Linked DNA regions of Rattus norvegicus: region 1 is linked to region 2. A link is a contact called in public Hi-C data. All regions are on one chromosome and are shown on one strand. Each heading gives the region's core, a stretch centred on a gene start, on an enhancer-like site or on the middle of the called end of the contact. The rest is flanking DNA. Distances are from core to core; before and after follow the strand shown.

Region 1 (4,223 bases), core at 258-2,757, 640 kb after region 2:
GTTTTAGGAAGGCTGTGTGCTATAGATAGCATAAGGATGGCATTCATGAGAAGAGTAAGAGATGAGGGCCAGAGGAAGAGTTCAGCTTCAAGAAGGCTCAAGACACCCTGGTTTATTTTATTGGCCACTTAGAGATCTCAAACATTCCTTCTAAAAAGGATCCAAGCTGGCTTGAGAGGATCAGCCATTCAATACTTCCCATCCTTAAACTTGTACATGAATAATCATGAATGTGCGTCTTTCCAGAAGATACCTGAACTTAAGGCAACTCACTGTAGACCAGGATATCCCTAACAATTCTGTCCACCAATGCCTCAAGCCCCAACCAACTATCTAGCCATATAATGGTCAAGCAGGGTGGCATCAAGTCTTTGAAATCTGTTATAAGTGTCAGGATGAGTTTTTTGCGGGGAGAGGCTGGAGCTATAACTCAAAGAGTACTTGGCTATCATATGCAATGCCCTGGGTTAGGTCCTCAGAATTACAAAAACTGGGCATACGGGTGTAAGTTTGTAATCCTAGCTTATTGGCTATGGGGACAGGAAGGTGAGAGGTTTAAAGTCATCATTGAATTGACAGCCAGCCTGGCTTATATGAGATCTTTGCTCAGGACAAAAATGAGTGAAGAAAGAAAAGAACAAAAAAAGGAAGGAAGGCAAGGAAAAGAAAGGAAAAGAAAGGAAAGGAAAGGAAAGGAAAGGAAAGGAAAGGAAAGGAAAGGAAAGGAAAGGAAAGGAACCTTTTATGAAGACTTTCTATGATGCCCTAGCTGGCCTGGAACTACTTATCATGTAAACCACTGGCCTTAGATTTGCAATAATCCCCCTGCCTCTGTCTTTTGAATGCTGAGATCACGGTTGTGTATCATTGAACATAGCTCTTACATCTGGTTAGTTTAGAGTCTTGACCTTTGATTTTTAACTGTGCCAAACCAAACATGCATGTAGGAATTCTCTCTCTCTCTCTCTCTCTCTCTCTCTCTCTCTCTCCCTCCCTCCCTCTCTCTCTCTCTCTCTCTCTCTCTCTCTCTCTCTCTCTCTCACACACACACACACACACACACACACACACACACACACACACACAAACACTGTACCGCACTCATGTACTGCCCTACAGTTTGAGAGTATTCTATGTGAAGGAAGCAATGTGGTGGTGGGTTGACTGTTCTATTTTATTCCCTTCTCCAGATCAAATGATGAAATGCATTGAAATATTTTTTAAACGGTAAACTACTGTATGTATATCAAGTATGTCTATAAGTGCACACATATTTATACACAAGAATAAGAGCTGATCCCCTAGAATTCCTAACATCATGTGCCTCCTATTAAAGACTTGGCATTTCTTGAGGGTGCTGGAGGGTGGGAATACACATATGTATTATAAGTCATTAGTAAATTCTGTTAATGTTTCATAGAAACAAACAGACAGTCACACACATGCACGCACACAGGCTACTGGTCCCTTTGGGGGATGTTTGCTCAAGAGTCTGAGCTTGGCTGGTCCCATGCTGTGTCTCAGGGCAGCCTTGCACAGGTGTGAGTGTGGGCGGGAACTGAGTTTCTAACTGAGGGAGAAAATGATAAAGCAAACAGGAAAAAGGATCACAAAAACAACTTTGTTTGATCTTTGGTTCCAAAATAATAGCTTGAGCAGAAAAGGGTGAAAGTGAAGTGGTTTAAGCAATGCTGGGAGAGGAGAACGGGGTCCAGAGAATCTAAAGCAGAGGGAGGGCTTGGCAATGCTCACCTCTCACCACAACGTGCCTTGCGTTTGACACATTGAGTCTCATCGCATGAAATAGCACACATTAGCGTAAGTGCAGAGCTGCCCTGAAAGGTGTTAGAAACCTGCTTCTGCAGTGCTGCTGAAGCCCTTGACTCAAAGCAGCCCCACAGGCCTCTGCCGCAGTTTGTTTCCTTCACCTTTGTACTCTTACGGCTCCAAACTGCAAGGACTGGAGCTCAACAATCGTTTTCCATTGGTGGCTCAGCTTCTGTGAGCTGCATAGCTAAAATCCACTTCTGTTTTGTTGTCAAACTGTAAATCGGCTTCTATGCTGGGCTTATGGGAGAGGAAGGAGAGGGCTGAAATGAACTGCCTTACAGGGGTGGGGGAGGGGAATGGGATAAAAAGCATTCCTGGGGTTTTACATGACCTCTGAAAGCCTCTTCTGCCTGCAAACTTTAAGCCCCAATCTCTAATCAATTAGCTAACTAGCTCCCCCTTTTGACATTTTCTTACAGACAAAAAGTGTACAGTGCCCTGTGAAGCAGGTGGTGCTAAGCTAGCACATAAACCCCTGCTGTTGTTAGGAATAAAAATACAGGGATGCATTAAACCCTTCTCCATGCAGTGTGCAGCAGACATCATTTTAATGATTCGTGCTGCTTTGCAGTCATTTTTTAATTTAAGGATATTTTGAAAGAGCCTATAAAGAAAAGGTGACAGACATCTGAAGAACTAGCGAAAAGTCACTTCTGACTTAAAGAGTTAAAGTCAGCATGAATTTAATCATAGATACAAATAAGACCCCGATACACCCACCCGAGTCATTTATTTTATGTGCTGATGATGTCCTTACATCATTTATTCTGTGTTTGAAATTTTATTTAACTTACTTTTTTTTTTTTTTACTTTTATCTTAAACCGGAAACAAAGAACTACACCGGAATGACAACAAGAGATTTTTCTTTGCCCATAACAAGTGGTCATGTTTTTGTGTGGTTCATCAGGCTAAGTTCAGAGCAAGCAGAGGCCACTATGTGGTGTTCACGTTGTAGAGGCCAAAAGGGGAGAGGAAGTTACCCACGCTGAGGTGCTGTGATGAGGTCTCACCCTCTCTGTAAGTCATTTTCTGGTTGCATATTTGAATCATGAAAAACTTTTTTTTTAAAATAAATTCTTGGTGTTTAGCCTCAATCTCCAGGGCTTTGTTATCCGAGGTCTAGCCTAATATCAACGTTCCAGAGCAGACACAAATACACATCCACCATTGGGGAGCCACTTACTGCCTAACACTGCCGTCAGGCCATCTTCTGACTCCCCTCATTTGCTCTGATCCTGGTTTTGCACCCCACTGGATCATCTTTGGCCTCCAGGGTCTCATGTTCACTTGTGTCTAGCACTGTGCTTGCTGGGGCTAGCAAGCTTGTACAAGCATGTGATGATGTCATCACCTTGGTCCTTCAGTGATGTGGGAGTAAAGCTTCAGTTCTGTTTGGAAGGTCTACTTTGCATCAGAAACAACAAACATTGATTTTTACATATTTCTAGAAGCTGGAAGTCCATTATCCAGCGTGGGCAGGGCTGCTTCTGGAGCTAGTCTCCTTGGTTTCTAGCTGTCTTTACACGGTCTTCTCTCTGGAAGTCTACATTCTCATGTCCTCTGATTATAAGTGCAGGCACAATGGATTCAGGTATATTCTATGAAACTCATTTTACTTCTGAGTTTATGTGCGATGACATGTTTTTATGTGTGTTCACTCATGGTTGCAAACACAAGTACATGTGTGTGTATAGAGACTTAGAGGACAACCTCAGGTATTGTTCCTAAGGTACCATTCCTCTTATTTGAGACAAGGTCTCTTACTGGCTTGAAGCTAACTGATTAGATTAGACTGGCTGGCCATGGAGACCCTATGAATCCTTCTATTTCCTGATTGTAGGCATTATAAGTGTGTACTACTGTACTGGCTGTTTCAGTGTTATATGGGTACTGAGAACCAAACTCTGATCTTCATGCTTGCAAAGGAAGCTCTTTCCCAATAGGACCATTCTCCATCTTTTGTTTCCTTAAAGGGTCCTATCTTCAGGATCACTCTCAGCCTCAGGCATTGTGAGTTGGAGCCTGATCATGAAAGCTCTGGGAGCATAGTCATCCAGACAAGGGAATGTCTGCATTAGCAGAATGCATGTGTTCAGGGCAACTCTCTTGAACCTATGCCTGGAAAATATAATGGAGAAATTGACTTTCCTAAATTTCTCTAGACCACCTTCTTTGGATTGCTTAGTCAAATAATCAAATGAGACACCGCTTCCCAGGCTACCCCCTCCTCTGTAGCTATACTCCTGAGGATCACTAGCCCAGAGAATGTCCCCATAAGGTTGCCTTTCAGTCAGATCTCTGCATCACACCATTTTTCTCCAGAGCCTTGGGAAGTGGGAAGTCTTCCCATACACTTCTGACAGGTTGAGTAAAGGCCTCTGCTTCCTCTCTG
Region 2 (3,916 bases), core at 611-3,110:
TGTGTCTGTGGCAGTTATGAATCAACCCCCCAGAGCAGAGCCCGGTGACCTAGTTCTATGGAGCTTTCTGACTGCCAAGGCACTTCAGAACTTCCCTCCTTCCCACTGTCCCTTCCCACGGTGCCCATGGCCTTGGTGTGATCCAAGTTTCCCGTTAGGCTGTCCTCAGCACAGAGGGCAATCTGATAAAAACGGTTTTGTTGGATTGGATTGGAAGGTGCCTCAGGGACATTCCCTCTGAGGAGGTAACTTGTTAAGGCTCCAACACAAACTGGTTGGCCCGGGTTTCTACACAGTGTACAACGAAGTCAATATTCGTGGCTCTGCTCTTCCCTGTGTGCTGCGTGATTCTCAAGGGTGAAGTCTGTGAGCTTTTAATGTGTTTTTGAGATAGGGTCTCAGTGCCACTGGGGCTATCTTTGGATTGCTGGAGTCGGGCAATTCTTTGGTGTTAGCTGCCAAGTGACCGGGACTCTAATGCATTACTGCACTCAGCTTGCATCTTTCTACGTCTGTGTCTGGCCCCGAGACCAGTGCCAGCTGCACTGCATGCTGGGTAGGCAGATGGCTGCTGCCAAACAGACACCTCATCAGCATGGGCAGTGAGGGCGATGGGCTTCTGGCGCTCTGTCAGACCGTGTCCAGGAACTCAGTCTGAGTGGCACCCTTTGTGTAGAAGCTGCTGGATTCCCTGGGTGGCTTCCTCTCAACCCTCTTAGCTTGCCCACACTGTAGAAGCATCTACCAGAATGCCTAGAAGAATTCATTTATCTAGGCTGGTCTTTGTCTTCCTAGGAGCTGGCTTGGGCCTGGGGGCAGAGGTGGGCGTTCTCCTCCACAGGGGATCTAGCTGAGTGGCTTTACAGTACCCCCACTCTTCCAATCTCTAGGAGCAAATTGTCCCTCGCATTTAGTCAGCCCTCCAGGTCACAATGTTTGGAGATTCCAGTGGGGCCACAGTTCCCCCATGCATCCACCCCTTTGTGACCTGAATGCTTGTCTTCCATGAAAAGCTATAAGGCTTCTCTGTGTGACCAATTCTCAGACTTGAAGGGCAGAGAGGGTCATGGGACCTCTGTTCAGGGTCTGCTCAGGGTCAGGGTGAGATTTGACATGGTCACTAAGAGCTTCTCTAGGGAGCTTCGTAGAAACTATCTGATTTTCTCATTGTCACAGAGTCAAACAAACCATAATTGTTTCATGACACAAGCCACCAGTGCCATATTTTGTCTTGTGGAGAATGTTTGACAATGTCTCGAAGGGAAAAATGAGGCCATGGGTTAGGGGGCAGTACTCATGCCTATCTGTTGTACACAAAAGGCACTCCCATTCCTCCACCACCTAACCTACTCACTGGAATCCTGGACCCACCAAAAGTCAGAGAAGTAGAAAGAAAAAAGTCTACTCTGCTGGTTTGTGGAGTTTAACTTCCCAAGCACAGATGATCGATTAATTCAGAGATTCATTCTTTCATTCACACTAGTAAAATTTATTCTGTGCTGGTCATGATGCTAGGTGGCTTGTGGGAGACACCACCCTGAAAAAACTTAGCATCCTGACACTTATAGACTTGTGGGACAATCGGTTTGGATCCTAATTCTGACATTTCCTGTGTCACAGTGGGCAACTCATTTAATCTGTTTGGGTCTTAGCTTTTATTTACAAAATGGGGATAGAAATTTCTGCTTCACAGAGGAGGCTGCGGTAGGTGCTTGATTAAGGCAGCTGCCACTTGTCTATGTGCTGCCATTTTTCTTTAGTGGGAGAACTGGGAAGCTTTGAATTGCTGGCCCTCCAAACACTGATCACGGGCTATCTTGAGTCTCAAAGTCCCTTGGGAGAGGCTCCAAGAACAGCCTTACTGGTCCCTGGGATGCCAGGTTGCAGACAGTCTAACCACCAGAATTCAGGCAGTAGCTGCACTCTGTTCTAAATTCCGTTTCTCCGTGTACTCTGTAACTGGGCCACTCTGTCAGACATCCTGAATCGTTAATGACCTTGAGAAGCAATCCCAGCTCTGAATGTGGGATTCTGTTCTTTGAAGTCACCCACTTTCTTTGTGGGTCTGTTCTCCCCTCTCAGGCACGCCTCTTCCAGCTTTGATGGTGCCACTGTAACAACTGGGTTTGCAATTATTAATTCCTGTGCACAGCAAGGTGCAGTTTTAATATACAGAAAATATAATTGCTATCTTGTGTAATCATTTTCTGAGGGCTGAAAGTGTAACCTTTAATTAATATTTCATCTGCAGGCGGGGCGGGTTACTTGAATAGAGCCTAAAAATATTGCTGTCCCTGTATGGAGAGAACGTGAATCGTGAGACACACAGCCAGTGTCTGCTACGCCATTGTTCGAGGTTGCTTCTAAAATTAAAGCGGTTAACCCGTTAACCCGTAATCACATGGGCTGCGGCTCCTGGAGGTGCAGGGCTGGTAAAACGGCACAGGGACAATGAGTCTACGCTGTAGTTCTCAGCTGCCACCTGCCTGCAGCGACAGAGCCATTGCACCTGCCTGAGAAGTGAACGTGGGCATAGGGGCTGGTAGACCGAGGAGTCTCTGATCAAAGCCAGCTTCGTGGAGTATGACCTACAGGCCCTGGGCTGGCTGGACTTCCATAGGCCACTGGGTTAAGGAGGCAGGACAAGTACCGTCTTTGATGTTCCAGGAGCAGGACACCTGAAATTCCGAAGTACAGCCTGAGAGAGGCCAAGTGTGCTCCCAGTACGCCTGGGAAGCCCAGATAGGGAAGGACAGCAGTGAGGGCTGGTTAAGGGGCCTAGAGAGGAAGGTCAAGAGTGTGGATAAAGGAGTCTCTGAGGCTTTAGTGGATCATTGTGGTTCTGAATGGCTCCTTTCCAGTTTGGGGATTCTGGCTGATTAGGGTCATAGTGCTGGCTGGCTCTCAGTGAAGAGCAAAGTCCTTAGTGCTGCACGAGGTGTGTGCGGGTTTGCATAGTTGACGAGTCACAGGACATTCTGACCTTAGTGACGTTCCCCTGAGACCTGGGGCAACATGTGGATAGTGTCCTTTCTATGCCTGGATCTCTGACTGTACTTGGCTCTGCTCCCCGTCCCTACAGCCATAGGGAAGGAGCCTCTTCCCATAACGGAGGACAGTGAGCCAAGTGTGACTGAGGTCACTGATCTGCCAATCCATGGAGGTCACCTGTGGGGTCCTGGGGCTGTGTGTGGTGAATAGCATTTGGTCAAATATATGAGGTCCACTGTACTGTGCCCCCTGGGACCTTTCAGAGTCCCCCTTTGATCCATTTGAGTTCTGACCCCTTAAGCTAGGGGCTAACCACTTGGCTTCATAAACCCCATGGGCCCCATTTAAGATCATCCCAAGGAGGCTGTCTCTGTGTTCTCCAGTTTATCGGGTTTTTCTTGTAATTATCAATGATCTTCAGGTTTGAGTCTGTGGCAGATGCTGTGCAATCCTTAGAAGCTTTTTCAGCAACAAAGGGTGAAGCCTGCCATCCTCTACTCTGGCTTCATTCCTGAGGAACCAGTGTGAGGAGGTGGGAAAGGGCGAGGACCTGATTCCACTTTCCTTCTGGGAGGAAGTGTTCTCTGCCACCCATGAGGAAAAAGGGACAGAGTGTGGACGATGGCCTTTGTGTAATTCCACATGCCCTGTCTCACCTGCGGTCATGGACACTATATCACAGGCTGCTATGTTTGCTCTTCTGGTCTGACATATGGAGACCTCAGCCCTGGGAGAGGAGATATAGCTGGGGTTATGAGGATACCTAGTCATTTTCTGTCCTCCTAGGGGAGCTGGCCCTGGAGGGAAGGGCTCATGGCTTTGCTGTAGGACACAGCCACCTTCTTCTCCAACTCTGTATTTCCTAAGCTCTGCTTCTGATGGCTGTCACCCAGCTTTCAAAGTCACTTCCAGGAAGCCTTCGTGG

The links. Hi-C and Micro-C count contacts between places; a contact is called where the count stands out from the background.
Region 1: a contact with region 2 is called in a Hi-C map of liver, with 5 times the contacts expected there. The contact joins two enhancer-like sites. A contact is called at or near these places in 2 of 12 Hi-C or Micro-C datasets (hepatocytes and liver).

The regions. Positions count from the first base shown.
Region 1 is chr6:48,172,259-48,176,481 of GRCr8, forward strand. No RefSeq gene overlaps it. Among named protein-coding and RNA genes, the nearest start is that of Rnf144a, 570 kb to the right of the region's middle. Within about 2 kb of position 1,508, at least 4 of the 93 cell types and tissues checked have an H3K27ac peak or open chromatin away from gene starts, as enhancers often do. A contact at or near this core is called in liver, where this site is marked.
Region 2 is chr6:47,534,566-47,538,481 of GRCr8, forward strand. No RefSeq gene overlaps it. Among named protein-coding and RNA genes, the nearest start is that of Id2, 66 kb to the left of the region's middle. Within about 2 kb of position 1,861, at least 25 of the 93 cell types and tissues checked have an H3K27ac peak or open chromatin away from gene starts, as enhancers often do. A contact at or near this core is called in liver, where this site is marked.